2 separate regions of the Pan troglodytes genome follow, and region 2 is linked to region 1. A link is a contact called in public HiChIP or PLAC-seq data. All regions are on one chromosome and are shown on one strand. Each heading gives the region's core, a stretch centred on a gene start, on an enhancer-like site or on the middle of the called end of the contact. The rest is flanking DNA. Distances are from core to core; before and after follow the strand shown. Region 1 holds the start of ARAP3 (ArfGAP with RhoGAP domain, ankyrin repeat and PH domain 3). Region 2 holds the start of RNF14 (ring finger protein 14).

Region 1 (4,150 bases), core at 1,101-3,600:
CCTCCCCACTCCTCCCAGCATCAGTCCCTAGGGAGCCAACTCCACTCACTTGTCCTGAGCTGCCTGTGCCCTGCCTCTTGAGTCCAGGCCAAAGTAGATGGAATTAGGCATCATCTCCACAGTATTTAGGGCTGAAGACTGCTCAGAGGAGGAAGTGGGGAGAGGAGGGGGCCTTGGGCTGGGCTCTGGGCTCCTGGACACTCCTGGTCCCCCGAGGGCTGGGCTCAGCCCAGGTCTCTGAGTGGTGGCAGGGCCACTGAGTCCACCAAACACGGTCCTGGGCTTCGGCACGGGCTTAGGGGGCTGGGCTTGCGGGGCTGGGCTGGGGGATGGTTCCATGGCACTATCTGATTTGGGATCCAGGGAGCCCTCTTCGGTGCCTGTCTGCAGCAGGCGTAGAATGCGTTTCCGGTGCCCTGTGGCGCTGATGCCCAACTGCTTCAGCTCCTCGTGGCCCAGGCCCCGGGCTGCACCTGCTGTAGCCAGGCCATGCCGTCGGAACGTGTCTGCATACTGCTCCAGGTGCACCGTGGCCAGCCACACAGCGATGTCCAGGTCCTGAGGGGCAGCCATGGGGGCTCAGGCCATTGCTGGGGGGAGGGGCAGGGTGAAGGGAGGGCTCAGGCTGAGAATCCCCCTCCCTGCCCCAGAGTCTGAGGCCTGGACAGTGAGCACCAGCCTCCAATCTTCCTCCAAAGAAAGATGCTGAAAGGCCTGCGATCTGGAAGCAGAGCCATCCCAGAACAACAGCAATGGCTCTCTACTTAGGGAAGGGACTTCATTTGAAGTTAAGGAAACTGAGGCCCAGAGAGGGGAAGGGGCTTGCCCCAGGTTCACAGTAAGTCAGTGCTAGAGTTGGCCCCTCAGTTCCTGCCCACCCTGGGTCTGGGTCAAAGCTCTGCTCCTGCCTGACTGCACATCCAACTGAGTAAGCATGGGACAAGATGCTAGAATGCTGTGGGGCACAGTGGGATAGGGAGATGCAGAGGAGGGGCCAATGATGTGGCCAATCAGCTCTGGAGTAAGGTGGGGAGAGGGGCAGCCTAGATAGGAGGAAGGAGGTGCAGACGCCCCCTCCCTCTTGTTTCCAGAGCCGATGTATGCAGGCCTGCCATCCTAATCCTGGTTGTTCCCAGTCCCTCCTCCCCTTCCACCTATTGTCTCTGCTCAGACTTCCTTCCTGTCCCTCCAGCCCTGGCCGCCTCCACATCCTGCCTGCTTTGGTCAGGCTGCCGGGAGAGCCCTAACCAGTCCTAATGTGTGGGGTCCCGGCCCTGGGTGGAGGCTAATTGAAGAATAAGGATGGGGATGGAGAACCAGGCCAGAGAGATGAGGCCTGACCTCTGGTCAGGGGTACTCCAGAGGCTTCTGGACTCTTTGCCCACCGGCAGCATGTTCACATGCTGTTCACCTGTGTGTGCACATGCCCTGTAGCGATTTGGCAGTGTGAAATGCCATCCCCCCACCTCTGCTTTCTCCAAGCCTTCCTTTTCTGAGCTTGCCTTTTCCCTGCTCATTCCCTTGGGCTCAGGTCTCTGTGCTCTGTCCCCCTTCCACCAGCCTGACCCCGACCCTGACCCTGGTCTATTTCATAGACCTGTCTCTAATTCTGTGGCCCCTGAGTTTTATCTCTGCCTTGTCACTGTCCCTGCCCCATTCCATCTCAACCTCTCAATTCTTCTTTGTCCCTCTCCTTGTCCCACCCTGTTTTGCTCTCTGTCATTAAGCTTGTCCTTGACTCAGTCTACAATTCTAACCAGATCTTGAGTTGTATCTGTGTCTCTGTCTGCCTCTGAGCCTGGGTTTCTGTCTTCCGCCTCGGCCTAGGCTCTCTCCCTGTTACTCTTGTGCTCTGTCGATGACCAGGACGCCCTCTCCGTCCCAGCATCACTGCTGGCCTCCCTCTGCCTCTCTCCAGCTGGGCCTCATTCCCAAGCCAGGGCCCGCGTGCTGAGCCTCGGGCCCTGACTCAGGGCCCGGTTTCCCGGTGACTCAGGCCGGGCTCGACAGCACGGGGCTGGGAGCTGAGGTGCTCGCGGGACAGGAGTGGCGGGGGCGGGGCGGGCAGTGGCGGGCAGCGCAGGCTGCGACGAGGGAGGGGGCGAGGAGGGATGAGGCAGAGGCCGGGCAGCAGGAGGGAGGGGCGGGTCGTGGCAGGGATGGGGAGGGCCGCCGGCGCCGAGGGGGCCTGGGAGCCCACGAAGGCCCTCGAGAAGGTGATGGGGAGGAGTCTGGGAAGCAGGGACCCGGGGGGCGCGGGGATCCTCACCTCACTACGCGGCCGCCGTCCGCTCGCGGGTGCCCGCCGCTCGTCCGAGGTTCTGGGTCCCGCCGCGCCGGCCCCGCCTCCCCTCTGCCCTCCCTCGACGGGCCCAGCCCCGCCCCGCCCGGCCGGTTCCCTCCGCGGGGCCCCGGCCACTCCTTGTGCAAGCGCAGGCCTCCAAAGGGTTTGGGCTTCTTGCCCAACCGCCGCGCTTATCTCCGAGTCTGCCCCCAGTCTGCCCTCTCGCAGGCCGAGAAAGGACCAGAACACGTTGGGACGAAGACAACCTCAGGGAGAGGGACAAAGAGGCAGAGACCGGGACGGAGATTGGGACGGAGGTAGAAACTGAGAAAGGGAGAGTGCCAGGGACGGCTTTGCATCCTCTCCGCTGCTCCCATGCCCTCCAGTCCTGCCAAAAGGGAGGAGGAAAGGTCGAGCCCTAATCCCCCAGGGCACCTCTCCCACGCCCAGAAGGGTGGCTGGACCCTGGCAACTAGTTTAGTGTGGGGACGGAAGCTGGACATCCAGAATTGAGACTTGGCCTGGGCAACAAGCGCAGAGGCCCAGCAGAGGGGTACCCGTCTGTTTCTCCCCACTTCCATCCCCAAGGGCCCGGCCTAGGTTCCTTCGAGGGATGAAGGTCCGCAAGGCACATCCCTACTTCCAAACCAAGGTTTGGGGCTGCCTTTTTGGGACAGGCGGACGCCCTGCAAGCTCAGTGACCAAGCAAGCAGCTGTTTCATTCATGGGAGAAGCCGCCCCTTCTCCCCAACTCCCACCCTAAAATTTCAGGGGGGATGCCGGGGAGGCCTGAGGAGGAATGGCCCTTCTCTCCTTCGCTAATCTTGCCGGAACCCCGGTCCTGGAGCCTGTCTCCCGGGGGCGGAGGCACTTCCCTCTCTGAGCAGGACCAGTGTTTGGGTTGGGGGGGGGGGTGTTTGTGTGTGTGTGTGTGTGTGTATGTGTGTATGTGTGTATGTGTTGGGGGTGGCGGGGGCGCTGGCCGGCTGTGTTTTCCTGTTTGTATGAGAGGAAGTTGGCTGTGAGTCAGCAGACACAGGAACTGTCAGTAGCTAGGGGAAGACCCCTGCCTCAGGGGAAGAAGAGGGGAGTGGGAGGAAGTGGTTCCCACCTCTTCCAGCTGCCTCAGCTAGGGGAGGGACTGTCATCTTCAGCCTACTGGAGCCCCACTTTCCCGGCCTTCCCTTTGAGAAAGAGAATTATAGTAATAAAATAATAATTGCAATAGCCATAATAAGGGCTACCAATTATTGAGAGCTGACTGTGCTCCAGGATCTATGTAAACATTGCTTTGCAAACTTTAATCCTCACAAATATCCCTACAAATAGGAAATTTTATCACCTCTATTTTACATATAAGGAGACAGGGAGCATTAAATAACTTGCTCAAGACTCTGCAGCTAGAAAATAGCCAACCCTCCAAGTCTATATCTATAACTACCATGCTCACCTACCACCCTGGACAGGACCCCTGCACCATGTCCTTTTTTTCGGATGGGCAACTGTGGTGGCAGTGAGAATGCTCCTCACAGATCTTACACTGTGAGGAGTGAAATTAACCAATGGCCCCAGCTGCTTCTCTCTGAAATCTAAGGCCAGCTTCCCACTGGGCTGCTCCCAGCCAGTGACAGAGCTCAGCAGAGATCCTAAGGCAGACCCATTCCTGGGAGATAGGGGACTCCTTTGACAGCTGACTTTGGATCAAGATTTCCCAATGGCTTTGCTGAACTTTCCTTTGACTGGTGTTTTAGGATGCTCCTCTCAACCTTTATTCCTTCTCTCTCTCCTTCACAGCTCTCCTAGCTCCAGGCTCCCTTCCTCTCTCACAGGCATCTCCCCTAGTCAAATCCTTGCATTCTGCCTTGG
Region 2 (4,150 bases), core at 1,217-3,716, 290 kb after region 1:
CACCATGCCCGGCTAATTTTTGTATTTTTAGTAGAGATGGGGTTTCACTGTGTTGCCCAGGCTGGTCTCGAACTCCTGACCTCAGGTGATCCACCTGCCTCGGCCTCCCAGTGTGCTAGGATTACAGGTGTGTGCCACCACACTCAGCCGTGTTTGACTTCTTTCACTTGGCATAATGTTTCCGAGGTTCATCCATGTTGCAGCATGTATTAAGTACTTCATTACTTTTTTTTATTTTGAGACAGGGTCTCACTCTGTCACCCAAGCTGGAGTGCAGTGGTACAATCTTGGTTCACTTCATTCCTTTTTATAGCTGAACAATATTCCATTGTATGAATATAACATTTTGTTAATTCATCTATTGATGGACATTTGGGTTGTTTCCATTTTTTGGCTATTGTGAATACTGCTACTATGAACATTTGTCTACAAGTTTTTGTGCAAACATATGTTTTCAAGAGTGGAATTGCTGAGTCTTATTGTAACTATGTTCAATTTTTTGAGAACCTGCCAAACTGTTTTCCAAAATGGCTGCACCATTTTAGGGTCCCATCAGCAGTATATGAAGGTTTGAATTTCTCCACATCCTCACCAATACTTGCTATTATCTGTCTTTTTAAAATAGACATCCTAGTGTGTGTAAAGTGGTTTCTCATAGTGGTTTTCATTTGCATTTTTCTGATGACTAATGATGTTGGCCATCTTCTTATGTGCTTACCAATTATTTGCATATCTTCTCTGGAGAATAATCTATTCAGATCCCTTGCCTATTTTAAAATGGGATTATTTGTCTTTTTGTTATTGACTTGCAGGAGTTATTTATAAATTTTGGATAAGTAGACCTTTGTCAGATACATATGATTTGCAAATATTTTATTCTATTATGTGGGTTGTCTTTTCATTTTCTTGATAGTGTCCTTTTGTTACAGGAAAGGGGTCCCAATCCAGACCCCAAGAGAGGGTTCTTGGATCTCACACAAGAAAGAATTCAGGGGGAACCCATAAAGTGAAAGCAAGTTTATGAAGAAAGTAAAGAAATGAAAGAATGGCTACTCCATAGACGGAGCAGCCCCAAGGGCTGCTGGTTGCCCATTTTTTATGGTTATTTCCTGATGATATGCTAAACAAAGGGTGGATTATTCATGCCTCCCCTTTTTAGACCATATAGGGTAACTTACTGACATTGCCATGGCATTTGTAAACTGTCATGGTGCTGGTGGGAGTGTAGCAGTGAGGATGACCAGAGTTCACTCTCGTGGCCATCTGGGTTTTGGTGGGTTTTAGCCCGCTTCTTTACTGCAAGCTGTTTTATCAGTAAGATCTTTATAACCTGTATCTTGTGCCGATCTCCTATCTCATCCTGTGACTTAGAATGCCTAACTGTCTGGGAATGTAGCCTAGTAGGTTGCTCAGCCTTATTTTACTGAGCCGCTACTCAAGATGAAGTTGCTCTGGTTCAAACGCCTCTGACATTTTGAAGCACAAAAGTTTTTAGTTTTGGTGAATCCAATTTATGTGTTTTTTTCCTTTGATGCTTGTGCCTTTGGTTTCATATCTAGGAAACTATTGCCTAATCCAAGTTCACAAATGTTTACTCCTACATTTTCTTCTAAGGTTTTTTTTTTTTTTTTTTTTTTTTGAGACGGAGTCTCACTCTGTCGCCTAGGCTGGAGTGCAGTGGCGCGATCTTGGCTCACTGCAAGCTCCGCCTCCCGGGTTCATGCCATTCTCCTGCCTCAGCCTCCCGAGTAGCTGGGACCACAGGTGCCCGCCACCATGCCCGGCTTATTTTTTGTATTTTTAGTAGAGACGGGGTTTCACCATGTTGGTCAGGCTGGTCTCGATCTCCTGACCTCGTGATCCACCCGCCTCGGCCTCCCAAAGTGCTAGGATTACAGGCGTGAGCCACCGCACCCGGCCTTCTAAGGGTTTTATAGTTTTAGTTCTTACATTTAGGTCGTTGATCCATATTTAGTTAATTTTTGCATATGGTGTGAGAAAGGAAGGGTATAATTTTAATTCCTGCTTAGCCTGACGATAATCATAATCACGTGACCCTTGGTAAGTTCTTGCACCTAAGTCTCAATTTCCTTATTTGTAAAGTGAGAATAACAAATGGTAGCTAAATCATAAGCTTACAGTGAAGATAGAAAATTTACGTAGAGCATTTATCACACTGCTTGAAGCATCCTAACTACTCAATAAATGCGGTCGGTGTTACAGTTATAACATGAGCGATGAATGCGTGCTTCCACAGTGGAGTGCCAGAAAGACCGGCAGCATTTCTGAGAAGGTAAACGGGAGGAAGTAGGCTTGCTTAGTCCACTTAGAGAAGCAGGTCTGGGATTGTTGTGAGAGTCTCTGTCCTAGGTAGACCACTGCCTCATGATCCCCTCTAGAGATTGGTAAAAATTCGAATTCTCGGGCCCCATCAGAACTACTGAAAAGAGCCTCCTGTGGGCACAGGGCTCGCAGTGGTGGGGGTGACGATGGTCGCGCCGGCAGCGCCGCCTTGGGCCTGCGGGAGGCGCCCGAGAGGCAGGGGCGACCACGGCGGCTGCGCAGAGTCCTCCCTATGCCGGCGGCCGCAGCAGCGGGATCCGCCTGGCTCAGCTGACAGCTCCCGAGAACGGAAGAGGCGGCGCGCCGGTTGAGCAGGGCGTCTCTAGGCCTGGTCGGCTGGCGGCGGTGAGTGGGCCCCAGGCAAGGGCGGAGGGCGGAACTTTGGGGTTCGGCACTGCCGGGCGGCCGGAAGGTACGGTGGGGATAGCTCTCGGGGCGCGCGAGGCAGAGAAGGGGACCGGGCTGGGACTGTACACTGGGCCTCAGTCCCTCAAATCCGGGACCGGGCGTCCGCAGCCCGGCTGGCTGGGACTCCCTTCGGGACGCTGAGGAGGAAGGGGAAGGTGTGGGCCCTGCTCCTTCGGAACGCCCCAGGCTGGCCAGCAGCTCACACACCCGCATTGCGCCCTCTGATCCCAGCGTTGGGGCGGATAGCTAGCCTTGGGCCTGCCCCTGTTTTTGGGCAGTCGCCCAAACGACGCCGCACGCCAAGTGGCGAGCTGAACCCAGACTAGGACACCCGAAGACCAAATGGATAGAATGAGAAGGAAATGGGGGTTAGCAACCTGAATTGAGGTACTGGATTCCAAGTGACAGCTTCACAAGCTGAAATCTTGTAGGGTAGGTCATGAGGAACTGTTGAAACTGCTTGGAGTAGAAGTTCTTAGCCCTGGCTGCATATTGGAATCGCCTGGAGAACTTGGAAAACTACTGAGGCCTGAATTAATTGTTCTAGGGTGTGGCCTGGGTATTGAGATTTTAAAAAACAGCTCCTCAGAAGATTCTAATGTGCAGTCAGATGCAGAACACTAACCTAAAACCATAAACTGCATGAATGAATCTCTCATCCCATTTGCAAATGTTTTAACAGGAAGAAACAAAAAGCTTAATTCAATTAGCACCATATACTCCCACCTAGTAAAATAAAACAATGTGAAAGGACCTAATACAGTACATAGTAGGTGCTCAATTAATGTAAATTGATTCTGAATCTCATTCTTATCTCATTTGGGAGTTACACATCCGAGAATCTGGTTTTTAATTATGGTTTTGTATATAGTATTTTTGCATATAATTTTAGGGTGTTGATAGTATTCTCCATAACCCATCTATAGACCACACTCCCTTTTCCCCTCACCCCAGTGAAGAAGCCTAGCTCTAAAGCATTTAGAATAAAACTTAAAAGTTTGTGTTTGTGTACTCTTGTTTTAAGTATTTTTCTGTTACCAAAATTAACCTTGAGTGCCACTGGCAGGGTTAATTCATGAACAAGAGAGGAAAAACTGGAGGGGAATGGCAAATGAAGGAATACAAGAAGCAGAAGAGGAAAGGAGAAAAAAACAAAACAAAAAACAAACTGAAGAGGTTGTTTGTTATGGGGCATGGTGTCCTGTACTTTCATATGACCTTGGTGTTCCTCCTTAGCTCCTCCCATAGCTGAGGGCAGACAGATAAAAAGTCCTCAGTCATTGCTGGGGACATGCAAATACTCCTTTAACCACATGGCTCAGTTAGCCTGCCCTAGGAGAGTAACATGCACCTGTAGATTAGGATTGGCTATATGTTAGGATATGTTTGACTTAAGCGG

What was found. HiChIP or PLAC-seq counts read pairs in DNA pulled down with a chosen protein or histone mark.
Region 2: a contact with region 1 is called in an H3K4me3 HiChIP or PLAC-seq map of stem cell-derived excitatory neurons, with 7 times the contacts expected there. The contact joins the promoter of RNF14 here to the promoter of ARAP3 in region 1. A contact is called at or near these places in 1 of 7 Hi-C or Micro-C datasets (induced pluripotent stem cells) and 1 of 1 datasets of contacts at active chromatin or transcription factors (stem cell-derived excitatory neurons).

Annotation. Positions count from the first base shown.
Region 1 is chr4:139,400,583-139,404,732 of NHGRI_mPanTro3-v2.0_pri, forward strand. It overlaps ARAP3 (ArfGAP with RhoGAP domain, ankyrin repeat and PH domain 3), which reads right to left and starts at 2,351. Exons shown (of 33, transcript XM_009449832.5): 1 at 2,270-2,351; 2 at 50-558. The coding sequence starts at 339.
Region 2 is chr4:139,688,312-139,692,461 of NHGRI_mPanTro3-v2.0_pri, forward strand. It overlaps RNF14 (ring finger protein 14), which reads left to right and starts at 2,467. Exons shown (of 12, transcript XR_008548090.2): 1 at 2,467-2,688.